Linked DNA regions of Sus scrofa: regions 1 and 2 are each linked to region 3. Evidence: chromatin contacts called from public Hi-C and HiChIP or PLAC-seq data. All regions are on one chromosome and are shown on one strand. Each heading gives the region's core, a stretch centred on a gene start, on an enhancer-like site or on the middle of the called end of the contact. The rest is flanking DNA. Distances are from core to core; before and after follow the strand shown. Region 1 has its middle 300 kb from the start of RUNX1. Region 2 has its middle 170 kb from the start of RUNX1. Region 3 overlaps RUNX1 (runt related transcription factor 1).

Region 1 (2,703 bases), core at 20-2,519, 460 kb after region 3:
ACATCAAACAAATGTGTCTGATATAAACAACTTATACAACCCAACAGCAAAAAAACCAATCAATGGAAAAATGGGCAAAAGACCTGAATAGACATTTCTCCAAAGAAGATATACAGATGGCCAACAAACACATGAAAAAGTGCTCAACATCGCTGATTATAAGAGAAATGCAAATCAAAACCACCATGAGATACCACCTCACACCAGTCAGAATGGCCATCATTAATAAATCCACAAATAACAAGTGCTGGAGGGGCTGTGGAGAAAAGGGAACCCTCCTGCACTGTTGGTGGGAATGTAAACTGGTACAGCCACTATGGAGAACAGTTTGGAGATACCTTAGAAATCTATACATAGAACTTCCATATGACCCCGCAATCCCACTCTTGGGCATCTATCCGGACAAAACTCTACTTAAAAGAGACATGTGCACCCGCATGTTCATTGCAGCCCTATTCACAATAGCCAAGACATGGAAACAACCCAAATGTCCATCGACAGATGATTGGATTCGGAAGATGTGGTATATATACACAGTGGAATACTACTCAGCCATAAAAAGAATGACATAATGCCATTTGCAGCAACATGGATGGAACTAGAGAATCTCATCCTGAGTGAAATGAGCCAGAAGGACAAAGACAAATACCATATGATATCACTTATAACTGGAATCTAATATCCAGCACAAATGAACATCTCCTCAGAAAAGAAAATCATGGACTTGGAGAAGAGACTTGTGGCTGCCTGATGGGAGGGGGGGAGGGAGTGGGAGGGATTGGGAGCTTGGGCTTATCAGACACAACTTAGAATAGATTTACAAGGAGATCCTGCTGAATAGCATTGAGAACTATGTCTAGATACTCATGTTGCAACAGAACAAAGGGTGGGGAAATAATGTAATTGTAATGTATACATGTAAGGATAACCTGACCCCATTGCTGTACAGTGGGAAAAGTAAAAAAGAAAAAAAAATGTGTCTGGTGCTAAATATATACAACGTATTCAACCAGATGACTGCAAGAAGTAGCCATCATTACCCACATTTTACGGAAATGAGGACCAAGCAGAGTCGCATAAAAGGAAGCTGAACCTAAAAGCATACCTCAATCCAAAGTATACCTTTCTAGAAAAGAATGAACTGGGTCTTTCTTTCCCAAAGAGGCCGAATCTCTCTTTCATTTTTTAATGACCTTCTTCAATCTGAGCTATAGTATGTCTGGATGTTAATTGTCTAGTAGTCTAGACAGTGATGATATTATAACCAAGTTATGCACAGATAATCACTGTGTCACTGTTTCCAATGCTGCCTACACATATTGCTTCACTGAACACACTTGGCATGTGGATTATTCTCTTGATATTTATTTTCACCGTTTAAGTAGAGAATGCTTACTTAATCAAACCATCCGGTGGACCAAGAATTTTTTTTATATAAATCAAATGAAACATGAGCGTCTTGAAACTAAAAGAAAAATAATGTTCATGTGCCTCACATTTTTCTGGGAATGCTGGAGCAATCCACCTATACTTTTCTTGCTTCATTCACCAGAGAGAGGTCTTACACAGGTTCTTCAAATATTTTCATGACAAATCATTCCTTTCCAGATAGGTGACTTACCCAAAGCCATTCTCATTAAAAAAAAAAAAAAAAAAAAAAAAAAAAAAAAAAAAAAAAGAAATTTTCTGGAGATATCTTTTACTTACTCAGAATTAGGCTTTATAATCTATTTTAATGCGCCTACATAGCCTGCCTGGTCCAGTGCACAAGTGCTAGGAAAATGGACAACAATTTGGCTCTTACATGGACGGAAAATAAAACAATGTGTCTTTAAAAAAACATCGTCTTAATGAAGAATAAGGGTCATGATGTCATGGCATCACTTAAACCAACCTGAAGGAGGAAGATTTTGAAATCAATACAGAAATGAAAAACAATATGGTTTGGAAAGTGGGAGGATGTTCCAGACACAGTGGATAACAAGGTTTATTTTTGGCATGGAAAGAGAAAATGATCAAAGGGACCTGGATGAAATTTGTTCGGCCAAGGAAAAGGCATAGACCGGGGGTAACAGGCAGACACGCGGGCTTGGCAGGGGGGCGGTGCTGATACAAAATGATGTGGGGACAGTGCAAAGGCTCTGCTGACTGTTTCACATGCTATTTCCACCAGCATAATCACCCCCCGCGTCAGTGTTCTACCTCAAGAAGACCCCTTACGTGAAAATCTAGGGCTGAATGGGGTAAAATGGAAAATTCCTCCACCCCTGTGATAGCAGCCTGCTTGCTCTCTCACACAAAATGCAAACAAGGCATTTAAGAAAAATTTAAAATTCATCTGTGCCAGACTGAGCTTCGGCCTCTGGCAGGAAATGTGGGTAGACCCATGGGGGAGGGTTGTGAAGTGGGGTGCAATGGCCAGCCAGAGGGCAGGAAGAAGGTTCTCTAGCCTACTGAAAGGAGCAGGGGCCACTCACCGATGATGTCCGTTTTGCTTCTTAATTCTGAGTAAATCCAGCTTTTGCCAAATGTACTGGTTAAATTGTGACCCCCCCCATAAAATATATGTTCACACAGAACTTGTGAATGTGACTTTATTTGGGTAAAGGGACGTCTCAGATATAATTAAGTTTTCAACAGAAGAGCATCCTGGATTTATGGGAAGCAAATCCAATGGCAGGTGTCCTTATAAGAGAAAGGCAG
Region 2 (2,748 bases), core at 96-2,595, 340 kb after region 3:
AAAAAATTAAAAAATTATTTTATTGTATTATAGTTGATTTATGATATTGTGTTAATTTCCTTTTTTCTTTGTCTTTTTAAAATAGAGTATAGTTGATTTACAATGTTGTGTCAATTTATGCTGTGACCCAGCATAATGACCCAGTCATACACACACACACACACACATATATATACATACATATACACATACTTTTTCTCATATTATCTTCCATCATGATATATCCCGAGACTGGATGTAGTTCCCCATGCTACAGAGTAAGATATCATTGCTCATCCATTCTAAATGTAATAGAATTAATTAATTTTATTAACTAATCAATAAGATATATTTAATAATATCATTCTTCATTCTTTTTGTATACGTGAAATATTCAGTTTTCTTTCAAAAGTCTAGAAAAACAAAGTCAATGGGGTAAAGAACTGAGACAGATTCCTTCCAGATACTTTGTAGAGAAAGAAGCCTGTTTAAAAGTGAGCAGCAGAGTTTAATCCTTGCCAAGTTTACCTGCATAGTTTTGGGCAAAATTCAAGAATCCAGTTGCAAAGAGAGATTTACTCTTCTGTTAAGAGTTATGATGTACACAGTGTGGTGGCCGAGTACGGCAGAGAGAGTGGCATTAAAGGGGCAGATGGAAAGGCTGATTTGTAATGAAGAATGAGCAGCATTTCTTTTGAGGAGACAATGGAGTTAAACGTGGAATCAAATGAATGAAATCCTTTGACATTCAGAGGAAATCAGCTAAGGAAACTCATGCTGGACATTGTTGATTTCATCAAATAATGGTGACATGACCTGCTGAATCCTTTCCTGGCTTCAAGTCTCACATTGCTTCCGCCTTTTTACACTCTCCGCCCTCACGATCTGACAAAATCTGTGTCCTTATTTATCCTCTCTACAACCTTCCTATCACCACCACTAAGTTCACTACTTTCTTTGCTCTAGCATCTTCATCATCTATGCACTCTCTCAGAGCATGTGGGTGGTGGTCAAAAAACCTTGGCTGATGAGTAAAAGACAAGAGGTGGTGTTAAGACTGGGTTTCAAAAGAGAAAAAAGCAACCTACAACTTCTTAGGAAAACAAACATAAGCTCTATAGACCAAAGGAACGAAGGACTTATGGACTGGAACCAAGATTGCACCATGCAAGGGTTAGGTCTGCAAATGCCTGTGACTTTTCTCAGTGACGCACTGAAGTCTAAAATCAAGAACTGAAAAGCGACTTTGGAAGTGAGCTGGGATTGTGGTTGGCTCTGCAGGCTCAAGAGTAGGTCAAAGGAGCCTGGAGGCTCTGGGTTGAGCGTGAGAGCAAAGTTGAAATGTCTGACCACAGAATGTCAGCTGGACGAGGCTTAAGAGTATCAAGAAGGAAAAATGAAGTGAAGCAGAAATGGGGAAGATGCCCCATGTGGGACAAAGAGCGTGAATGTCAGAAGTGGTAGCTGAACTGGTAAGTGACTATGCATAAAAACAGTGGAGTCACCCAGGTTGTAGAAAAGAAAAGCATGCCTCTGCCACTAAGGTTGCCATAGAAAAGGATGATGGTGGTGGGAAGAGGTCCTGCAGTGCTGACCAGTTGGCAGGGACATTAGAAGGAAAGTAGAGTGAGCCCAGTGGGAAACAAAGAAAAGGCAGATTATTCTCTTTTTCATCTACTAATGATGTTAAGTTTTTGGATAGATGATCAGGTTGATAAAAGCACACACACACCCACACACACAAACGAAAAACAACAACAACAACAACAACAACAACAAAAAAACCAGCACTGAGAATAAGTCCCTGCATGCATTGAAGAACTATACCAGGGGAGTTCCCGTCATGGCGCAGTGGTTAACGAATCCGACTAGGAACCATGAGGTTGCGGGTTTGATCCCTGCCCTTGCTCAGTGGGTGAAGGATCCGGCATTGCCGTGAGCTGTGGTGTAGGTTGCAGACGTGGCTCGGATCCAGCGTTGCTGTGTCTCTGGCATAGGCTGGTGACTACAGCTCCGATTCGACCCCTAGCCCGGGAACCTCCATATGCCGCGGGAGCGGCCCAAAGAAATAGCAAAAAGACAAAAAAAAAAAAAAAAAAAAAAAGAACTATACCAGGAGAACCATGACAAAAGGGGCACTCTGATATATTTACCACCTAATATGGTCTTCACCACATCATTTTCCTATCCACACCCCATCTTATTGTGCTTCCTTTTTCATGCATTCCTTATAACCATTTAAACTTCCATATTGGAATAGATTCACTTTTTAATTTTTTTTTTGGTCTTTTTAGGGCCTCACCTGTAGCATATGGAATTTCCCAGCCTAGGGGTTGAATTTGAGCTGTAGGTACCAGCCACAGCCACAACCATAGCAATGCCAGATCTCAGCCATGTCTGTGACCTACACCGAAGCTCATGGCAATGCCAGATCCCTAACCCCTTTTTATTTTTATTTTTTTGGAATAGATTCACTTAACCTGATATAAGAATGCACCAAAATGGTAAAAAGTGATAAAAATGGACATGCATATTGTTTCTATAACTATTATTACCTAAAGATAAATTTGGGGAGTAGCAAATAACTGGGTCAAAAAACAATTGGGAGAAAACAACTTTAGTTTACCATTTCATAATACAAAAAGATAAATTAGCTGAAACTCCAGGTTTGTTTATCAAAAGAAGACAACATTCCAAGCCCTGAAAAAGCATTGATTCAGATGCTTAAAGTGACACAAGTGGTTTCTATATTAAAAAATATGTAAAACA
Region 3 (2,788 bases), core at 191-2,690:
TGAGTCTTGGCTGTGCGAGTTTCCAGTTCAGTCTTTGGCTGTTACAAAAGTTCCTGGAGGCAAAATTCCCATACACTTCCTAAAATATTTATGCGGAGTGCACAAGAACCAGCAAACACATAATTTGTAAGTTCCAGTGGTTAATTGCCTGTCAGTTTTTTTTTCTTTTTCCAGATAAGTTTTGTCTAAAGTCAAACAACACAAAATACACAAGTGTCTTCCAAATACAGAGACACTTTTTATCATGCAAAACTAGCTTCCGTCCTCAAAGGCGAGAGCTGAGACTTCCAAAGGTCTTGCTTCTAATGTATGTGCACACATATATATAAATATATACATATGCTCTACTTCATAAAATATTTACAATACAATCTGTAGAGAATTTAAACACAACAGAAATCCATTAATGTTCGCTGCAGGGTTTTTGTTGTTTTTTAAGTAGCCTTGAAAATCAACTTCAGTAGTTGCAGAAGGGCTGTGCTAGAAGTACTTGTCATGTTCTCTCAATAAATTCTGGCAAAATGTTCAGTTCAGAAAATTATGCTTTTCAAAGAAAAGCTAATCTTAAAAAAAAAAAAAAATTCCAAGTCGATGACACTCAGGGTTCAGCTCTCCACATCTGAGAACTCGGGTTTGGGGATGTTGGTTAAGTTTGTGGCTGATCCTGTGGTTTGGTGGGAGTCGAGCAGAGGCCGAGTCACACGCACGCAGGCACGCACTCTTCGGAAGCCAGCCGCTGTCTACATCGACTCGTTGAGTCAGCCCCGACTTGGGCTGTAGCGAGGCAATCTTCCTCCAACGTAGCCCCAGCGCGGGCCAGTTAACTGCCTGGACGCGCTAATACCCACGATCACCGCGTAACCGCAGCAGGTGGAGAGGGCCCTGAGAGGAGGCTCCGCAGCGCAGATCGAAACAGACGGGGCGGCTCGAGTTACACAAGCACGCACACACTGCCACGCATTCCCAACTTCATCACTCGCCTCGAAGCACAGCGCACTTTCTCCAGCGGTTGTCAAAGAAAACAACCGGGGAAAAGTTCACAGCCAGGAAAGAAGTTGAACCATCCAGCCAAGAAACCAGTTCATTCAAAAGTAAGAAAGAAAGAAAGAAAGGGGGGAAAAAAATCGAAGCTCCAACGCGGGTCAAAAAGAAACAGCAAAGATTGATTTTCTTCTGGCGTCCCCAGGAGCCCCAAGAAGAGATGCCTGCCGGCGCAGGGCCGGGCAGCGTGGTGCCCTGGCTGGGTCCGGCCGCAGGGCGCCCGTCCCGCCTGCGCCCGCTGGCTCTATGAATGAGAGTGCCTGGAAATGAACGTGCTTTTACTGTAAGCCCGGCCCGAGGAATTCCATTCCCTCAGCTCGTTTGCATAGGGGCGGCCGCGGGCCAATCACAGGCCTTTCCGGTATCAGCCAGGGCGCGGCTCACGGCCGCGGGCTCCTGGAATTGGCCCGCGCGCCCCCGCTGCCGCCGCCGCGCGCTACTGTACGCAGCCAGGGTGGAGAGTCCACCGCCCCTCGCTCCCCGCGCGTATCTGCATCCACGCACACACACGCACACGCTCCCACGCTCGCCCGAGGCCCCGCCCCGGTGCGGACGGCGACCCTGCGGCTTTGCACACGCTCAGGGTTGCGCAGCTGCCAGATCTAGGGCTGTAGTGCGCGGCGGCGGCACTGGCGGCTGCGGTTCGGAGAGCGAGGTCGTGGAGAAAAGGAGGCCGGCCAGCCTAGGGAGGAATCGGGCCGCGCGCAGCGCCTGGAGCGACCCGGGCCGCAGATCTGCCGGAGGGAGGCGCTCCGCGAGCCATGGAGGGTGCGGGGCAGCGGCCGTCGCAAGCCTCCCAAAACCAGGCCGGAGCGCCCGGACGGCCCACGCCCTGCGCGGCAGCCCACTGCTGAGCCTTTACTTCCCCAACGTGGGTGGGATTCGGCCCCGAGGGGGCCAGGGAGCCGGAGGGCGGAAAGCCCAGCGGCCCAGCTCGGCGTGCCCCCACGGCCTGACTGGCAACTGCGGCGAATTGGAGCTGATTCATTTAGTGAGGCCAGGCGGTGTTGGTCTCCACAACATGGTTTTTGTGTTTTTTGAGTTTTATCTCTTGGTTTATTTGCTATAATTGGGCGTTTTTCGCCGCGGCTGGGCTGCGGCTTAATTACCCATTGCGCCGCACTCAGGCTGAGTGTGCTTAGCGGTCAGAAAAGACCCCCCAAAACAAGCAACCGAAAAGAAAGTTGAAAGCATCCGCTTGGCTCGCTCCCCGTTAACGGAGCGTCTGCTCCTTGGCTAGGCCCACGTCGCCCGCGCCCCGCACCCACCTCCCTCTCCCCGGAAACAGCCCCGGCTCCGCTCCCCGCCTCCGCCCGCGAGCTGCAGCGGGTGCTGAACCCACCCTGGCTTTGCGCGCTGGCGGGAACTTCCCCCGCTCCCGTCCCCCCGGCGCCACGGGCATTTTCGCAGAGCTTAGGGGGCCCCGCCCCCGCCCAGCCGCCGGGCTGCACCTTCCCCACAGAGCCCACCCCATCTCTCCCCCCGGGGGAGGGCGCTCACCCGCTCCCCCCTAGCACCGAGCCCTCCACGTCGACGTCCCTAGGCGGGGGTCCCTCCCTCCCTCCGCCTCTATCCCCTTGCCGGCCCGCGGCTGGGGTACTAGGGCGACGCCGCTGAGGACTCTCCTCGGGCTCCGCCGCTGGGGCCTGCAGGAGACCGGCGGCTGTAGCGGGCCATCCGAGGAGGCCTTTCCGGGCGCCGAAGTGACTTTCTTTGCTCCAGGCCCAGAGAGGCCGGGAGGGCTTCG

What was found. Hi-C and Micro-C count contacts between places; a contact is called where the count stands out from the background. HiChIP or PLAC-seq counts read pairs in DNA pulled down with a chosen protein or histone mark.
Region 1: a Hi-C map of embryonic fibroblasts shows a contact between it and region 3, with 4 times the contacts expected there. The contact joins two enhancer-like sites. A contact is called at or near these places in 1 of 47 Hi-C or Micro-C datasets (embryonic fibroblasts) and 1 of 2 datasets of contacts at active chromatin or transcription factors (alveolar macrophages).
Region 2: an H3K27ac HiChIP or PLAC-seq map of alveolar macrophages shows a contact between it and region 3. The contact joins two enhancer-like sites. A contact is called at or near these places in 1 of 47 Hi-C or Micro-C datasets (skeletal muscle) and 2 of 2 datasets of contacts at active chromatin or transcription factors (alveolar macrophages and skeletal muscle).

What each region holds. Positions count from the first base shown.
Region 1 is chr13:198,930,147-198,932,849 of Sscrofa11.1, forward strand. No RefSeq gene overlaps it. Among named protein-coding and RNA genes, the nearest start is that of RUNX1, 300 kb to the left of the region's middle. Within about 2 kb of position 1,270, at least 1 of the 83 cell types and tissues checked has an H3K27ac peak or open chromatin away from gene starts, as enhancers often do. A contact at or near this core is called in embryonic fibroblasts, where this site is marked.
Region 2 is chr13:198,806,751-198,809,498 of Sscrofa11.1, forward strand. No RefSeq gene overlaps it. Among named protein-coding and RNA genes, the nearest start is that of RUNX1, 170 kb to the left of the region's middle. Within about 2 kb of position 1,346, at least 4 of the 83 cell types and tissues checked have an H3K27ac peak or open chromatin away from gene starts, as enhancers often do. A contact at or near this core is called in alveolar macrophages, where this site is marked.
Region 3 is chr13:198,468,706-198,471,493 of Sscrofa11.1, forward strand. All of the region lies in intron 2 of RUNX1 (runt related transcription factor 1), which reads right to left. Among named protein-coding and RNA genes, the nearest start is that of RUNX1, 170 kb to the right of the region's middle. Within about 2 kb of position 1,441, at least 71 of the 83 cell types and tissues checked have an H3K27ac peak or open chromatin away from gene starts, as enhancers often do. A contact at or near this core is called in alveolar macrophages and embryonic fibroblasts, where this site is marked.